2 separate regions of the Lactuca sativa genome follow, and region 1 is linked to region 2. A link is a contact called in public Hi-C data. All regions are on one chromosome and are shown on one strand. The core of a region is the stretch at or near the end of the contact, and the rest is flanking DNA. Distances in the headings are between cores, read along the strand shown.

Region 1 (5,388 bases), core at 955-3,454, 250 kb before region 2:
TTCAATTTTAACCTAATTTCTTTTCTTATATACAGCCGTCATCCACCAGACCCTTCTAATCACCCTGACTTCATCTTCCTCCCTCTGTCGGACAAATTATCCGACACCGACGACTCTTCCGACTTCATTCGGTTCTTGCAAGCTCTAAATGATAAATGCAAACCCCATTTTCAGAAACACCTCATCCAGATCATAGATGCACAAAAGGCCTCATTTCAAAAGGAATCAATCGTTATCATCCATGATAATCTCATGTTTTGTGCCGGATCAATCGACGACGATCTGGGTCTACCCTCCATCATAGTGCGCAACAGCAGTTCTGCATCAAGTTCCGATTCCGACTCGGAGTCGGACGACGAAGCTCAAGCTGCTATCGAATTACAAACCCTAGAAACGGAGCTCTCGACAAGGAGCAGCGAAGCAGCGACGCAGGTGAGGTTTTCGGAGGTGTTTGCTTGACCAGAGAATGTGTGGGATGTGATGGGGGGCTGCACCGATAATCTCCTTGCTCCCCCTTTCTTTCTGATTTAACAGCCAACAACGAAGGAAAATGGAAGCAGGCAGAAAACGATATAAGGGGAGTTTTTTTGTTTGTTTGTTTCTTTTAATAGGGAAAGATAGAAGGAAAAGGGAGAGGTTGTTGGTCTCTTGATGTTCTTGGCAGAAATCAAAGAAGAAGAAGAAGAAGAAGAGAAAGGAGCTGCTGATCTCTTCTGTTTGCACTAGAAAACATCCACTTCGGTGGTGTGTTCTTGACTGAAAACGAAGAAGAGAAGGAATGCAGGGGTGATTTTTCTTTTGTATTAAATATTAATTGTGAATCGATGCAGAAAAGAATAGAGAATGGAAGAGTGTTTATGTAGATGATTCAATGGATGATATTGGTGAGATTCCAATTCTATTGGAATGAAATCACAAATTCCAATTCTGTTGGAATGGAAAGACGAATTCCAATTCTGTTGGAATCACAAAAATTGATGCTTGAAGAACAGATCACAAAATTGAAACGAACCACATTATTCTTTTAGAATGTAGTAGTCGTTGTTAGATTTTGATGTTTTCTTTCCCGGTTTGATTGTTTTTTAGTTTTATTCCTTAACAATAAATGTAATTTTTAATAATTGTTACCCGTATTCTATAAGAAATAATATATGTTTTATTTTTATTCTTCAATTGATTGTTTAAGGATTTGTTATTCTATAATAAGTTTTTAAATTCATGATCAAGAAATAGGTTCAAGAATATTTTTATTATTTATGGTTCAAGAATATTTTTATTTTTGAATATACTCATAAACATATTCTGTGAGAATGTCCGAATTAAAAAAATTATAATATGTAAAATTGGATTTTTAAAATTAATAGAATCTATGATCCCTTAAAAAATGCAATTTTCCTTTATTAAATCTATATTAATTGATTAAATTACCCTTATAATTAATTAAGATGATATTTTCAATTATATTTAATTCAATAATATATATTATTCACTTTCTTAAAATAAGTAAATTTGATTGACCCACATTTATACATACAATAACACAATAATTACTTTGAATAGAATAACCTAGGCCTATATATATATATATATATATATATATATATATATATATATATATATATATATATATATATATATATATATATATATATATATATATATATATGTAAGGTATTTATTAGAAGAATTTTATATATGTAATGTATTCAATACATTACAGTCTCATTAATTTTAATAATTCAATTTTTTTTCTTATTTTTCTTATAAATTCAAATTCTTCAAATTGTTAAAATTTTATATTTATTTTTTTTAATTAAACTCATATAATACATAAGTCTCACACCTAGTTCTTGTAAAACAATAATGAAGAAAACGATTTTCAAATTCCTACCACGTGTATAAAGAAAAGTTCATACAAGGAAATGAAACTTAAAATGTAAATATTTACAAATCCTAGTACTTGTAACTTTACAAACTAATATTCTTATTCGTAACCATTCCTTCAAGGTTCGTCGATCACTTACGCAATTAATGGAACCACAAATATGCACCGATCTTAATATAGACCGGTGTAGGAGTAGGCGATTTTCGAATTCCTCACGAGTGTTGAACGAAAATTTTATACAAGAAATTAAAATTAAAATTAAAAATATAAAAGTTTACAAATTCTACTACAAGTGGAAGGACCACTTCCTTCCTTGCTTTGTTTATACTCCACTTTACCTTGCTTTCTCAATCACCGAAATCGACCCATAAAGGTAAATTCGTAAACCCTAAAGAGAGAAACCGCGAGTGTGTGTGTGTGAGGTAAAGATCGCAAAAACCTGCGTAAAACGTTTCCCTCTTTTGAAACCCCAATTGCGAAGAAGATGGTGGACTTTAGTAGAGTGCAAAAGGAGCTTCAAGAATGTAACAGAGACATTAATGTCTCGGGTATAAGCGTAAACCCTAAATCCGACAATCTCACCAATTTGATCGGCACAATTCCCGGCCCGATTGGTACTCCGTACGAAGGCGGAACCTTCAAGATTGATATCAATTTACCTGGTAATATATTAAATATATAGTAATGCTACTCAAATTTAGGTTTTCAGTCGAATGTTAATTGCAATTTCTGATCGATAAACATTAGCTAAGCTTGGATTCCATGTACGATCGATTCCATAGCTTGTATACTTGAAACCGTCTGTTCGATCACCAAATTTGAAAACTTTTATTTGTCAAATCAGGGATTAATCGATTCTGAATTTATGATCGATACTGTTCATTTTTGGAAGGCACGTCAAATGATTCACGTTGTATAAATTGCAGATGGATACCCTTTTGAGCCACCAAAGATGAAATTCGCAACTAAAGTTTGGTATGTATTTCCATATTGAATCATTTCTCATTATAACTGTTCCATTGATTCTCTAAACACACTAAGCATAATGTTGTAATTGTCTTTAACCTTTCTTCCTTTTTTAGTTTTTCTTCCAAACATGACAAGATACTGCTATTAATTAATCATCATTGAAGGTTATATTTACATCTTAACAACTTAATTTGAAGGCACCCAAACATCAGCAGCCAAAGTGGAGCCATTTGTTTGGACATTTTGAAGGATCAATGGAGTCCAGCACTTACTTTGAAGACAGCTCTTCTTTCCATACAGGCTTTACTCTCTGCCCCTGAACCTGATGATCCACAAGATGCTGTTGTAGCTCAACAAGTAATACATTTCATTTTCATATTAACACACTATACTTAACAAAATTCACATAATTATACCAATTGTATGTATTCATCTTTTATTGGTTGTTTTTCAGTATCTTAAAGACTACCAGACTTTTGCAAGCACAGCTCGATACTGGACAGAGTCTTTTGCAAAAACATCATCTCTTGGGGTTGAAGAGAAGGTAAATATTATAATTATTATTATTATTTATGAGTGAAATATCAATAATATAAGGAGATTATGTTTAAATATTGGAATAGGTACAAAAGCTTGTGGAGATGGGGTTCCCTGAAGGGTTGGTTAGGAGTACTCTGGAAGTTGTTGGTGGTGATGAAAATATGGCTTTAGAGAAGTTATGTTCTGGCTAAAATATATGAATTATTATATATTATATGTAGTCGAATTTAAATTCTCATTTGTGAACACACGAAAACTTTTGAAAATGAAAAATATTTGTTATCAGAAGAATTGTGATAAATGATATTGTTTTGTTGCAATATTGATCTAAGAGTGTAGTGTATAAATTATATAATCCATAGTAATGTGGTAGTGTAATAAAGATCGGCTACTTTATATTTGACACTTGATTTATATTTCTTTTTTAACAACTACATATTAAATAAAAAAGGTTAACACATGTATAATAATTTATATGAGAATAGTTATATTTGTTAGTATCTATTTCACTAACTTCTATATTATAAAACAAATTAATGAATATATAATAAAGATTCTGTTATTGACTGGTATACTTTTTATATTTTATAACTTGCTAACAAGTTATATTAGTTAATAAGTTTTATAATACCGCTTTTTATTATTATTATTATTATTATTATTATTATTATTATTATGAAAAAGTAGGTTAAAGGGCTCAAACCCAATAACTAGTTATGAGTATAGGCTTGATAAGTAGTAAAATTGGTTAGAGGTGTACAAAGATGATTTGTTTCTCTAAACCTGATCGTATTTGGTCAATAAAAGTCAAAACCGGATTGAGTTAAAACCCGATCAATTTCAAGCCCGTTTCTAAGCAAAAATATCCAAATTAATAGAAGCTTGTTAGGATCGGTTTGAAAAACCTGTTCTTTCGAATAGGTTTTAATATTTTGCTAAACTTGCTTTTGGTGTACAAAGCTTTCATGGTGAGTAAATTACACAAATGGTCCCTATGGTTTGGGATAATTTGTACGTTTGGTCTCTAACTTTTTTTTCTACTCGGAAGGTCTCTCATGTTTGTTTTTATTATGCACTTGTACTCTACTTTTTGTTTCTGTTACACGTTTGGTCCCTGTCTTATCTAAAAATACTATTATTTAAATAGGGAAAAATGGTGGGGTGTGTAAGATAAGCAGGGGCGGACGTAGGAATACACAGTAGGTGTTGTCGATGTTGAAATAGGTGTTGCTGATGTAGAAAAATAAGGTAAAAGAAATCGAAAAATCAAAAAATTTTGCACTGCGGACAGAAAAAGTAGGTGTTGCCGGTGCCACACCGGGACATCTACTAGGTCTGCCCCTGAAGATAAGGTGAGGGGGTGGGCTGGGGTGTATTTATTTAAATAAATTAAAAAAGTCAAGGGCAAAATAGTCGTTTTAGGTAAAATAGGGACCAAACGTGTAACTTAAAAAAATAGAGACCTTCCGAGTTAAAAAAAGACAAAATTGCAAGAATGGTCCATGTGGTATGTCAAAACTAGCAACTTTGGTCCAAAATGGGTTTGGCTCGCAATGATGGTCCAACAGTTTCGTTTTGTTGCGCGTTTAGTCCAATTTCTTATGAACTTTTTTATAATGACGAATTTGCCCTTATTATTTAATTTTCTATTTGTTTATAATTCCTTTTTATTTTTCTAAATAAAATTTAAACAAAAGAAAAAAGAAAATGTAACCCCACTTTCTTTATTCTCTACAAGACTAGTCCGGTCACCACTGCTACCGGAAACCACCACCATCACCACTCCAGAAAAACAATTTTTTTCATATTTGAAAAACAAAATAATCATTTGTTTTCACATCTACAATCTAAAACATGAACAATCCAATTTTCCACAAACTCAATTTTTTCCATATCACTCAAATTGGAACAAGAACACTCATGAACAAGAAATCTGAAAACGTCCGGAAAACAAAAATGAAAACCAAATCGATTATCGATTTCTGAAAACAAAA
Region 2 (5,257 bases), core at 2,252-4,751:
TTAAAATGTAACTCTGGTTTTAAACAAAGCATAAACAAACCGGTCTTTTCTGTCCGTGATTTTGGGGATGTCACATATTATTTTTGGCTCGACTGACTCTACTTTATCTAGAGAATTCAAAGATTTGATAAAAAGTAAGTTCGAAATGAGCATGATGGGAAAAATCAATAATTTTCTTGGACTGAATATTCGTCAAAGCAGAGAAGGAATTTTTATTAATCAAGAAAAATATACGAAGAATCTGCTAGAAAAGTTTGGATTGACGAATAGCACAAAGTTACGAGTTCCAATGGCAACTGACATAAAGTTGACACCTTCATTAGATAAACCTGCAGTTGACATAACCACATCTCACTGCTGTGAAGAATATATTTTATGTGTGTAATTGTGCAAGGTATCAGTCAAATCCACGAGAACCACATCTCACTGCTGTGAAGAATATATTTTGTTATCTTAAAGGAACAATTTCGTTAGGATTGTGGTATCCTTCGAAAACTGGGTTCTTTATACAAGCATATTCGGATGCAGACTTGGTGGGTGTAATCTTGATAGAAAAAGCACAAGTGGTGGATGTCAATTTCTCGATGGCAAATTGGTGAGCTGGCAGTTGAAAAAGCAAACATGTGTATCAATTTCAATAGCTGAGGCAGAATACGTGGCTGTTGCTGCTTGCACTTCACAAATTATATGGATTCAAAGTCAATTGCGTGATTATGCAATCAATATGAAAAAGATTCCATTATATTATGATTCTCAAAGTGCTATAAGAATTTGTCATAATCCGGTGCAACATTCGAAGACTAAACATATAACACTTCGTTATCATTTCATCAAGGATCACGTGTAGGATGGAAATATTGAAGTACATTTCGTGAAAACAACTGATCAATTAGCTAATATTTTCACGAAACCTTTAGATGAAAAATACCTTGTGAAAATTATAGAAGGACTTGGAATGATCGATGGAAATTCTTTTCCATGTGAAAAAGGCGAATGATGAATGACCAGGAATGATTCAGAGGCGCTGAATGAAAGACAAAGCAATAACCATCAGCATTCAGAGGTTACTGTTCATAGTCAACGCTTCAACCCCTTCAAATTCGTAAATTTATCACTTATTTTAAGGGTTAATTCAGAGGTTACTGTTCATATTCAACGCTTCGACCCCTTCGAATTCGTACATTTGTCACTTATAAGGGGATGATAAAATTTTGTATTTTTTGCAACAAGTACAATTTATTTTCAATTTTCGAAAAATTAAAAATCCAAAAAGATTTTCTTTTGTTTTGTCATTTAATTTTCAAAAAATTAAAAATCCAAAAAGATTTTCTTTTATTTTGTCATTTAATTTTCGAAAACTTAAAAATCCATTTTTTTTTTGTTTGTTCAGTCTCTACTTTTGAAAAATCAAAACAACAAAAATATTCTGATTCTTATTTCGTTTTAGTATTTTGTTGCAGATAATCATGAAGATAAACAGTGAATTATGCTTGCCGTTCTAGGGTCAGGTACATTTTTCGTATGAATTAATACATTTTTCATCACTTGAACTAGTTAAGTTGTCCCTAGAAGCATGTTGTTGCATGTTGTCCAAAACCTCAAATGACTCAATGTGTGTGTACGAAAGCCTTAATGAAATTATTCATACAAAAATTTCTTCCCAATCAGGCTTATATTCACATTAGTTCCTGAGCTACCTGACTCTTCTCAAAATGAGTTAAGCGTTTACTGTTTTGTCCAAATATAACAGAGGTACTTTTCGTGTCTTATATCAATCTTTTTCACCTATAAAGTTCTTACACGATCACACACGAAGACATATGTCCGAGAGGTCTCTGATCAAACCCATCGAGACTTAGACATATAAAAAATCTGTGTTTATGATCTGACATCATGAGACCATGATGAAAGTGAAATCCAATTTTCACTACACTTTTAAGGAATTGACGGGGAACAATGTTCCAGATTTTCACGAAACATTTGCTTCAGTACCAAAATTCGAAACTCCAAATCATATTCATTTCGAATGAGTGGTCTTGATCAAACATTCGAAACCCATGATGGCAACGGTTGCGAAGAAAGAAGTGGTTGTTGGGTTGACATGGACGATTACAATGATTTTGGAGGCGGTGGTGGCAATAACGACTGTTGTGGCGACAACAGTGGCAATGTGGATGTCGGCGACGACGACCTTAGTTGTTGATTCAATGGTGGAAGTGGAGGTGGATGCGGGATGAGTTTGGCCATGGTCTCGGTTTGAATGCCGATGAGGATGTTGACGGTAGCCATTTGTGTGATAATTGAAGCAAGACGGCGGACATTAACGGTGGAAATAAAGATGAGTGTGGAGAGTTGCTCGCGGATACTTGGCGGTGTGACATCGGTGGACAGATCTTGACGGGAAGGCATGATGAACGATAATGAAAGCATCGTTGATAGACACCACTTACAGATGACTATTATCCATAAAAGTTAGATACAAGAGACAGGCAAAACTAAAACAACTTTTATGATTTCATTCATAATTCTCAAATGGAACAATACATGAATTAAATAAACAAAGACTCCTAAAAGTAGCTAAAATTGAGGAATTGTAAATCGTGACCTACTAATGCTTTAGTGGAACATAAAATAAAGAATAACTCGAAAGCAACTTAACGTCATGGCAAGAAAATAGGCCAATAACTAAATTGTGTCGTATCACATAATCCCACATATTATTCCCACAAATGAAGATTTTCATAATGTAGCTCCAATACGTGTAATTTTTTCAATCTAATCGAGTATTGATCGGCTAAAGAGAATCATCATTTCCAATCATGTTTGGTAGATAACCACAACAAGAACAGCAACAACAATAGACAAGCAAACAAAGAACAAGAACAACAACAAACCAACAACAATAGACAAGCAAAGAAAGAACAGGAACAACAACAAACCAACAGTTGCAACAAATCGAACAAACAAACATATATTTGTTTATGGGCTAGAGATAAAATGATCCATAAACATGTAGACTAGTAACATATGAGCTAACAAATATCAAAAGCCATTTTGATTTCTAGCTTGTCCTTCATACTACTCCACGGATGCTTCCATGTCGTTGCTTTTCAATAACCCATGTATCATAAGAACGTTTTTTGTAATTCTTACTTTTTTTTTTTTTTTTCTATAAATGAACTAAACTCTTATGTTTTTGTTTAAACACAAGGAGCATTCTTGCAGTTTCCTAAAAAATAAACCCAATCAAACTTGTTTTAACCCATCTTAAAAATCAATCAGTTTACTTCATTATTTTACCGATTTATTTTAGCACCCTTAAATTGAAATTGCATATTTAATTTTTAAAAAATAAATGGTTTTCCATTCTAGAAGTCAAAAGACTTTAATGAGTTGAAGAATGAGATGTTGATTGATTTAGCGACAGTGGTAATAATGTAATTATGTTTATAAAGGAGGGCTGAAAAGTTTCTGATAAAACCAACTCGAATCGAAATCCAAATCTAAAAGACTAAAAAACTGACTCCTTTTTACCCCCCCTCTCTCTTTCTCTCTCTCTCTCTCTCTCTCTCTCTCTCTCTCTGCAATCTGCAAAATTTCCAAAAGAGTTCCAGTGGCTATTTGCATCGTACAAGTCACCGCCAGCGGTTCCACCACCGGAATCACTTCACTTTTCCTGTTAAACTGCCGTAATTTCTCAAAATTTAATGCAGAAAGCGCCGATACTGGTGGCTGTTTTGCAGACAACAGATACCTGGCTTTATAGTTAATGGCGAGGTAGGTTAAGCCATGGGCTGTGTGCTCGGTACGACATCAACTTCAGATCGCCGGTCAAAGTCAAACAACCGCCGCCGGAATGGAGAAGAATCTACAACTACGAATTCTACGCAACCTAGACAAAACGTCGAGCAGGTAGCGCCGGATGGGGCCAAGGATGATAAAAAAGTTGGAGCTGTGGAAACGATCCGCCAAACCGACGGCGAAGTTCGACCGTCTGACCGGCGTAGGCCGAAGCCGGAATATAGCCTGAAAGTTGTTCAAGGATGGCCGTCGTGGCTTTCCGACGTCGCCGGTGATGCCATTAAAGATTGGATACCTCGTCGTGCTAATACTTTTGAGAAACTCGATAAGGTAAATTATAAAAAACCTGAATCTCATCACTTATATATGAAGAATTTATTTTCATTTCATCGATTCTGAATCGATTTCTCGAGTGACAGGTTATGAGATGTTGACTTTCTCTGATATAAATTTCTTCAATAATTGATGATCAGATTGGGCAAGGAACGTATAGCAATGTATATAAAGCTAGGGATTTAATAACAGGGAAGATAGTAGCTTTGAAGAAAGTTAGGGTTGATAATTTAGACCCCGAGAATGTGAAGTTCATGGCAAGAGAGATTATCATCTTGAAAAAGCTTAATCATCCAAATATCATAAAGCTTGAAGGATTGGTTACATCTAGAATGTCCTGCAGTCTTTACCTAGTGTTCGAATACATGGAACATGATCTCTCTGGTCTTGCCGCTGTTCAAGGTGTCAAATTTACAGAGCCTCAGGTAATCTTCAAGATCCAAATTGTTTCATACATTCATTATCCCTAATTAATTGGTGGTTTAGAAGTAAAACTGTTTATGTTGCTCTTGTTCCTATATCTGCAGATCAAATGCTTCATTAAACAATTACTTTCTGGGCTTGAACATTGCCATAAGAATGGTGTATTACACAGAGATATCAAAGGATCTAATTTGCTGATAGACAATGATGGGATTCTCAAAATAGCAGATTTTGGATTGGCTTCTTTTTATGATCCAAGACATAAACAACCAATGACTAGTCGTGTTGTTACTCTTTGGTATCGACCCCCTGAGCTTCTTTTAGGGGCAACTTATTATGGTGTTGGTGTTGACCTTTGGAGTGCTGGATGCATTTTGGCTGAACTTCTTGCTGGAAAACCAATAATGCCAGGTCGCACAGAGGTAAAAAATGAAAAAATAAAAAAAGAACATTTCTTTTAATCAAAATCTAAGCAATTATCTTTTCAAACATAAGTTGGATGCTGTTATAATCTTTGGATATTTTTTTTCTTTTTGAAGGTTGAACAACTACACAAGATATTCAAGTTATGTGGTTCACCATCAGAGGAATATTGGAAGAGATCCCGATTACCAAATGCTACTCTTTTTAAGCCACAACAACCATACAAACGATCAACAGTAGAAACTTTTAAAGATTTTCCACCTTCTTCTCTTCCTTT

Evidence for each region. Hi-C and Micro-C count contacts between places; a contact is called where the count stands out from the background.
Region 1: a Hi-C map of bud shows a contact between it and region 2, with 8 times the contacts expected there. The contact joins the promoter of LOC111895360 here to the promoter of LOC111895323 in region 2. A contact is called at or near these places in 3 of 4 Hi-C or Micro-C datasets (bud and leaf).

The regions. Positions count from the first base shown.
Region 1 is chr4:142,964,322-142,969,709 of Lsat_Salinas_v11, reverse strand. LOC111895360 (ubiquitin-conjugating enzyme E2 27) reads left to right here and starts at 2,204. Exons shown (of 5, transcript XM_023891440.3): 1 at 2,204-2,547; 2 at 2,812-2,860; 3 at 3,052-3,211; 4 at 3,309-3,398; 5 at 3,478-3,685. The coding sequence starts at 2,370. The coding sequence ends at 3,585.
Region 2 is chr4:142,712,641-142,717,897 of Lsat_Salinas_v11, reverse strand. LOC111895323 (probable serine/threonine-protein kinase At1g54610) reads left to right here and starts at 3,501. Exons shown (of 7, transcript XM_023891409.3): 1 at 3,501-4,131; 2 at 4,275-4,559; 3 at 4,662-4,979; 4 at 5,097-5,257. The coding sequence starts at 3,790.